Regions from separate parts of the Rattus norvegicus genome. Here region 2 is linked to region 1. The links are chromatin contacts, called in public Hi-C maps. All regions are on one chromosome and are shown on one strand. The core of a region is the stretch at or near the end of the contact, and the rest is flanking DNA. Distances in the headings are between cores, read along the strand shown.

Region 1 (3,876 bases), core at 523-3,022:
TAGAAAGAAGTCTTTGGGGAATGTAAGTTTCTGCAGAAATACCAGCCCATGATTCTACTGTGCAGTAGAAGGGCTCTGCAGGATCTGCCGTGAACTATGGAAATGCTAGTATCAACTGGCTTGCCCACGCTTGTGGACCTAGCTTTAAGTAATTCCACTAAGACTGGGGGTAGGGGGTGTTCAGAAATAAGAGCTAAATATTCTTGATTTGCTCCACCACATAGCATGATATAAGCTAAAAACTATATTATGGCTTTTTCCTTTAAACTAAGAGGAAACATTTGGTATTTTCAGAATGAGAAAAAGGTTCAGTCATGTAGCCTTAGGCTAGCATCACACTTGTGAAGCTCCTCCCTCAGGCTTTGAAGTGCTGCTGTTGGAAGTGCTCCACCTACCCTGTATTGCTCCTGTTTCTCAGGGAGTGAAACCTACAGTCCCAAGACAGATGGGATGACGGATGGCTCAATCACAGACAGTATCCAGCTGCTTTACTTCCCATGCTATCAGAATTAAAAGAAGAGGGCTGGAGAGATGGCTCAGCGGTTAAGAGCACTGACTGCTCTTCAGAGGTCATGAGTTCAATTCCCAGCAACCACATGGTGGCTCACAACCATCTGTAATGAGATCTGGTGGCCTCTTCTGGCCTGCAGTCACATATGCAGGCAGAAAGCTGTACATAAAATAAATAAATAAATCTTAAAAAAAAAATTGAAAGAAGAGGCATGACACCATTCCGGCATGTCTGTAGCAGGTATAGCTGCAACATTTCAGACAAAATGCAAAGGAAATGTGTTTTAAAATCCATCTAACTGTGTGACTAAAAAGATCCTATATAACCATCAGGTGCCATTAACCAGGAGGCATGCTAAAAGGCTGTATCAGCTGGGCGTGGTGGTTCATGCTTATAAATGTAGCAATAGAGGGGTGAGGCAGAAAGACTGCCGTTAGTTTGAGGCCATCTTGGGAGATGTAATGAGTTCCAGCCTAGCCTGAGCTATAGTGTGAGATCCAGGCTCAAACAAACAAATTAACAATTAATGTCAAGAATACGCTCAGCTCCAACTACACTCGAATTTCCTTGGCAACACCCATCTGTGTGGAGAGGCAAAGATATTGTTACAGTTCACAACATATGAATGTTTGCCACTGGTTTTCTTTGCCACTGTGTGTGTGTGTGTGTGTGTGTGTGTGTGTGTGTGTGTGTGTGTGTGTGTGTTTATGCGCATGTATGTGGAAACTAGGGCTGTCATCTGAGGTCATGCTTCTTGTTGTTGTCAAGACAGGGTTTTTCGGCGTAACTCTGGCTCTCCTGGAACTCACTCTGTAGACCAGGCTGGCCTCAAACTCAGAGATCCTCTTGACTCTGACTCCAGAGTGTTGGAATTAAAGGTGTGTGTACAGCCATGCCCAGTTTTTGTTTTGTTTTTTTGAGGCAAGTTCTCTCTATAGGTTTGGTTGACCTGGAACCCACAACGAAGACCAGGCTGCTTCGTGAGTGCTGGGATTAAGTGTGTCCCACCAAGCTTTGCTCCTGCAGCTGGCTTTTATGAAAAGAGGAGCTGGTATACAAAGGTCGGACCTATAGTTTCATGGCAGGCAGTTTTCCAACTGTGTCACTGCTCCTGCTCCTTGGAGCAGCCACACTGGCAACCTGCTGCCCACAAGGTGCCTTTGGCTCCCTCTCAGAACATGGCCCTCCTGCTCTGTTAAGCAGACAGGTGGTTCATCGTGTGCCTATCCTCACCAGAGCAATATTCCGACTTGTGAAGCACCCTGCAAAGAGGGCAGCCAGTCAGCTGGGCCTGGCCCAGAACAAACACAGATGGTGAAATCAGCAGAGGAGGGCACAGAAGTAATTCAAAGTGGACTCCATCTGCTTGAAAAGTTAGAAGGGGAAGAAAAGCAAAAAGAAAAGCTGAATGGACTCAGGGAGATGACTCAGCAGAGAGACCCTTGCCTAAGTTTGCTTCCTAGAACTTTGTTTGTTTGTTTGTTAGAGGAGAGGCTCTTACTAGGCTGATCTTGAACTCCTAAACTGGAAGGGGTCTTCTTGCTTCAGCTTCTCAAGTGCTGGGGCTAGTCTTGTACCACCACAGCCAAGCCTCCACTTTTTAATGGCATAGACGTCACTGGTTCCTAAATTCTAGGCAGTCTGAATTCTGGGTCTCTCTAGTATCATCTCTTCTGGATTTCTGCTGGAGAAAAGGCCTTCTGTCTTCGGTAGGCGGTTGGTTTGGTTGGGATTTTTCACAAACCCACTTGCCCAGCCCAAATGGAGCCTTGTCATGTGTCAGACACACATAGATACCACCATGGATACCACTGCATGATTAGAACACACACTCAAAGGCGTTCCAGTGCAAGAAGATGAAGTCAGTGAGATATAGCACATTAATAGACTGAAGGAAGAAACTACCATCTCATAGAAGGTCGGCCACCACGGTCCGACACGCTTTCCTGATAGGCTCCCTGGGAAACAGGAACGAGAGGGAAGTTCCCCATACAATGACCCTTATGAAAACACCAGCTATATCCTCAGCAAAGATACTTGGTGGAAGAAGGTCTGGTCCGATTGGTCTCTAATGTCTCCACTGCCTGTCAGGTCATGCTATGTCCCCTCGACACCACTGTCACTGTGTCTGCCCTGCCTGGCTGAGCTCCTAGAAGGGCAGGGTTGGACTAAGGCAGCACTGCCTGTACTCAGTGTATCACTGGCAGTGCCTCTTCTTAGATTTAAATGAGCCCAGCCCCTGAGAATAGTCCTCTATCCTTCATGTTGGAGGAACTAGAGGCCATGTCCTCATTCTCTACAAATTATCCAAAGACACAACTCTGAGCAGACATAGCCCACTGAGGTGTACCAGCCGCCCTCTGCAAAAGGACAGCAGAGCCCCAGATGTCTAGCTTTTCTCCTTAGCACCTTTCTCCCCTCCCCCCCACCCCTGGTATTCTGAGTCAGGGTCTCACTTAAACATAGGCTGGCCTCAGACTCCTGGTTCTCCAGTGCCTCCAGCTCCCGGGTGCTAAGATCACTGGTGTGACACACCTCACCTGGCTTTACTCACCTACCTTCCTCAAGGCTTTGTACACTTCCGAATGTGACTAATGACACTATCAGTAAAGGGGAGGTGGCTGGCCTGCCTGATAACCCTGGTCCAGCAAAGAACCCTATCAACTGGACAACTAACAGTCTTGAAAGCTGCGTGCTATACTCTGCCACCCCAGCCCCACCCTCCTCTAAGTAAGTACCCCTCCCCCAACCCGCCGGCCTCCTCACCTGCTAGTCTCCTCCTTCGAAGTGACCAAGGTTGTCGCCCGCCCACCACGAACTGGCAGCTCCTGTGCCCTTTCTTCAGGCTCGGGTTCCAGCGAGGAGCCCGTGCTACCATCTCGACTGCCCCTCCCTGGGCTGCTGTCTGCAGAGGCACGCGGAGACTCAGTGTTCTGTTTCAGCGTCTGCAGTTTGGCCAGCGGAATGATGTCGCAGTTCTGTGGGCGATGCCACACGGTGCGCTGCGAAGCAGCACTGTAGTAGTAGAAGCGTGATGTATTGGGGTCGAAGAGCTCCCACCACTGGTCCTCACTGGTGCGCTTGATGCGCACGCCCGCTGGTGGGTCCCACACGCACTCCCCGGTGACCAGGTTGGCATACATACGTTCGCGCGTGCGCGGCTCAATGATCTCCACCCACTCCAACCTGTAGAGGGACAAAAGCATCAACCAAGGGGCTGAGGATTTAGCTCAGTGGTAGAGCGCTTACCTAGGAAGCGCAAGGCCCTGGGTTCGGTCCCCAGCTCCGAAAAAAAGAACCAAAAAAAAAAAAAAAAAAAGCATCAACCAAGAGCTTGGCTCTCACGTTACTGTACAGGGGCTTCC
Region 2 (3,876 bases), core at 498-2,997, 170 kb after region 1:
ATTATATATATGGAAGTGTGTTTTTTTCTTTTTCTTTTCTTTTTTTCGGAGCTGGGGACTGAACCCAGGACCTTGCGCTAGCAAGCGCTCTACCACTGAGCTAAATCCCCAACCCCTGGAAGAGTGTTTTTTTTTTTTTTTTTTTTTGTTCTTTTTTTCGGAGCTGGGGACCGAACCCAGGGCCTTGCGATTCCTAGGTAAGCGCTCTACCACTGAGCTAAATCCCCAGCCCCTGGAAGAGTGTTTTTAACATAGAGAAAAAGAATACAAGCTAGTCAATCCAAAGGGGAATGCAAACAGCTAACAGACAAATGCAGAGGTCTCAACCTCAGAAATATCGAGAATCTTAATTGAAACATCTGCATGGTAAGAAAGCCCCAGGGACTGGTCACCTAGCTGGTGGGAAGATGGCTTACTAGCCCTAACCTATTAGCCCCATTCCACTTCTCTGTATCTCAGACAAGGAAATTCCCAGTGTGCAAAGTAACAGAACTGATGTCCACCCAGCTTTAAACAGCTAGTAGCGAAGCTTTCCTTTTATGTTAGGAACAAGAATGTCCACATGCACCAGTAGTAGCCCTTGCCTCCAGTTAATTATTCTAGAAAGATCCATAGGAAACTGCTTCCGGTGTCATTGTGTATTCACTGACAGGATGCTAGGCAGAGTAACATTTAAAAAAATTACTGTACAGCTTTTCTGTGTGTGCATGTGTACCTACACATCAGCAAGGACATGGAGGCCAGACGACAACCTTAGGTGTTATTCCTCCTAAGCCTTTCATCGTTTGGGGGGCAACATGGTCTCTTATTGGCTTGGAATTCGCCAAGTAAGCTGCTAAGCCGTAGGGACCTGCTTGTCTGCTCCCCAGAGCTGGGGATAACTGCACTCATCAGCACATCCAGATTCAAGTGTTTAGCTGAGCCACAAATGTGGGGGCTGGAGAGATGGCTCGGCTGTTAAGAGTGCATGTTATCTTCCAGGACCCACACTCGATTCCCAGCACCAACATGGCAGCTCACAGCCAGTTCCAGGGAACCCGATGCCCTCTTCTGGCCTCCGTTGGTACCAGGCATGCACATGATATACAGATACACATGCAGACAAAACACATAAATACATACAAAAATTAAACAAGAAAACGTCACGTTAGATAAGTTGTTGTCATCCATTAAAAGGGGCCGTTGCAAAGTAACAAGAGAGCATCAGCAGAAAGATAAAACAAATCCAAGAAGCTGGGTTATGTGGAAGAGAGCAGAGCTCCGTCGGTTTGACAAGAAATGCCCTTAGCTGCTGAAGATGCTAAGGACAGTGCATGTGACTTAAAATGCTGTATGGTGGCCCTGACTGTAGTCCGGGTTATTGGGAAGGATCGTGCGAACGCGGGACTTCCAGGGCAGTCTGGGACACGTTATTTTACCAGCCAAAACCTCATCCACAGCCCAAGCCAAACCAAATTAACCAACCAGTAAGAAACCGTATGCACACCAGAACCATCTAAACCTCGGACCAAGCAAGCGGGAGACACCGCGAGGGGTCCTGGGGAGGGGCCTGGAGGGTCCGAGGGATCGGAGGGTGCGGCCTGGGTCAGCAGCCCGGTCGCAGCCATCCGTCGGGGGAAGGGCTGGCATACGCTAGGGCGCGGAGGTTGGGTGCGGATGAAGGAGAGGGTCCCGCGCAGCCGACAGAGCGCCACTCACCATCTGCCGCAACCTCTCGCCCTGTGGCGGCTGCTTCAGCTCCCTAAGACAAAGGGGCCGTCCCGCCCCGTCTGCGCAGTCGTCAATCTCAGGGGACCCCGCCCCCAGGCCCCCACCCCCCAACTCCAGTCCTGGACCGGGACGCCCGAGAGTCGGATGGTCCGCCCGCCTCCTGCTCTAGTAAAGAACTCTGGCTAGCGCCCCGGGGCCACCGAGAGCCGAGGCCTCCGCTGTGCCTAGAGAGACCGCGTTCTGACCCCGACCGCGCCTGCTCTTTGAGGCAGTAGCGGAAGCCGGCGCGCGCAGTCCCTACAAATCCGAGTGCCTCCCTGCCTCGCCCCCTCCCTGAAGCCTCCGTTCTCCTGAGGGCCTTCGGTCACTTCCGCCAAGATCTGTGCTTGCCCTCTAGCGATTTCCCTAGTGGTCGGGCAGCCTGGACCACTGGTCCCGGAACCCATCAGGCTGACTCCGGCTGCTTGGGTTTAGTTTACGGTATTGTATGCGTTTAACTTCTTAAGGAACTGCCCGTCTCACGTTTCTTCATCAACACATTCCCTAGGCTAGCGATGTATGACTATTCCCAGTGCTGCTTGTATTCGCCCACACTTGGTATAAGCAGTCTTTTAAAAATGAGTTATTCCAAGCCTAGAGGAATACAACAGTCTAGGTGTTTGCTGCACATGCCCGCACAGGGGAGTAGAATAAGGCCGATCTATGTAGCGCTCGCTGGCCAGCCTGTCTAGAGTCGTTGGCAAGCTTCAGGTTCTGGTGAGGAGCTTTTTCAAAAAACAAAAGAAGGGGGCTGGCCAGATGGCTCAGCGGTTAAGAACTGTAACTTCTTCCAGAGGTCCTGAATTCAATTCCCAGCAACCAAACCACATGGCTCACAACTATCTGTAATGGGATCTGATGCCCTCTTCTGACGTGTCTGAAGAGAGCAACAGTGTACACATAAAATACAAATCTTAAAAACAACAACAAAATACCATAGTGGATGGCTCCTCAGACTGACCCTTAGCCTCTCCATACAAGCACATATCTCTGCTGGAAATTAAAGTCAGGGACTCTTTTTTTTTTTTTTTTTCTTTTTCTTTTTTTTCGGAGCTGGGGACCGAACCCAGGGCCTTGTGTTTGCTAGGCAAGCGCTCTACCACTGAGCTAAATCACCAACCCCAAAGTCAGGGACTCTTGAGTGTTAAGCATATAGTCTCCCATTTAGTTGCACCGGACCCTACCCCTCCATTATGGCTTTAATTTTTATTTCTCTAATTGTATTGGTTACTTGTCTTCTTTTGTAATGGGATCTGATGCCCTCTTCTGGTGTGTCTGAAGACAGCTACAGTGTACTCATATACATTAAATCTTAAAAAAAAAAAAAAGAGTTCTTGATTGAATGAGGAATGAACTGAGTGTGAGCATGATTTGCTCTCCTCCCCGTGACCACAGACGCAATATAACCAACTAGCTGCTTCAAATGTACGCACACATCATCCCACCCTCATGGACTGTTCCTGACCTTCGAACCACAGGAAACCTTCCTTTGCTATGTGCTTGTCGAAGCAATGCCAGCTAACTAAAATATCCATTAGCATGGCTGTTTCTAAGACTAGACCAGAGGTTGGAATGGCTTCCCAAAGGAAGAGCACCCAGGCTTTCCTATCAGCTGATCTACATGTGGGCTCACAGAGAGGAGGCAGTCTAAGGCTAATGCCTTCACTAAAACATGGGAGCCAGGGAGGCTGGAGAGGAGGCTTGGTGGTTAAGAACATTGGGTCTGCCAATGAAACTGAAGACCAAGAAACTGAATTCAGAGCCTAGCACGACCATGTAGCTCCTATTCCAGGGCATCTCCCGCCCTCTTCTAGCCTGTCTGGGTACTGCATGCAGGTGGAATACGGTATACAGATATATGCAGGCAAAACTCTCCTACATATATAAGTAAAATAGTAATGATTGAAAGATTAAAAAGCTGGGACGGCTATGTGGAGATGGCCCAGCATTAAGAGCATTTATATCTCTTCAGCAGATCTGAGTTTGATTCCTAGTCAGGCACCTCACAACTGCCTGGAACTTCAACTCCACGGGATCCAAGGCCTTTGGTCTCTGTGGGCACTTGTGCGAGCGAACGTACACACGCTTTAAAAATTGAGCCTCCGGGGTTGGGGATTTAGCTCTGTG

The links. A called contact is a pair of places that touch in the nucleus more often than the background predicts.
Region 2: a contact with region 1 is called in a Hi-C map of liver, with 2.8 times the contacts expected there. The contact joins the promoter of Zfp647 here to the enhancer-like site in region 1. A contact is called at or near these places in 4 of 12 Hi-C or Micro-C datasets (the A7r5 cell line, hepatocytes, kidney and 1 more).

What each region holds. Positions count from the first base shown.
Region 1 is chr7:110,351,914-110,355,789 of GRCr8, forward strand. Arhgap39 (Rho GTPase activating protein 39) reads right to left here. Exons shown (of 12, transcript NM_173122.3): 3 at 3,278-3,697. Among named protein-coding and RNA genes, the nearest start is that of C7h8orf82, 27 kb to the left of the region's middle. Within about 2 kb of position 1,773, at least 2 of the 93 cell types and tissues checked have an H3K27ac peak or open chromatin away from gene starts, as enhancers often do. A contact at or near this core is called in liver, where this site is marked.
Region 2 is chr7:110,525,933-110,529,808 of GRCr8, forward strand. Zfp647 (zinc finger protein 647) reads right to left here and starts at 1,748. Exons shown (of 5, transcript NM_001427380.1): 1 at 1,699-1,748.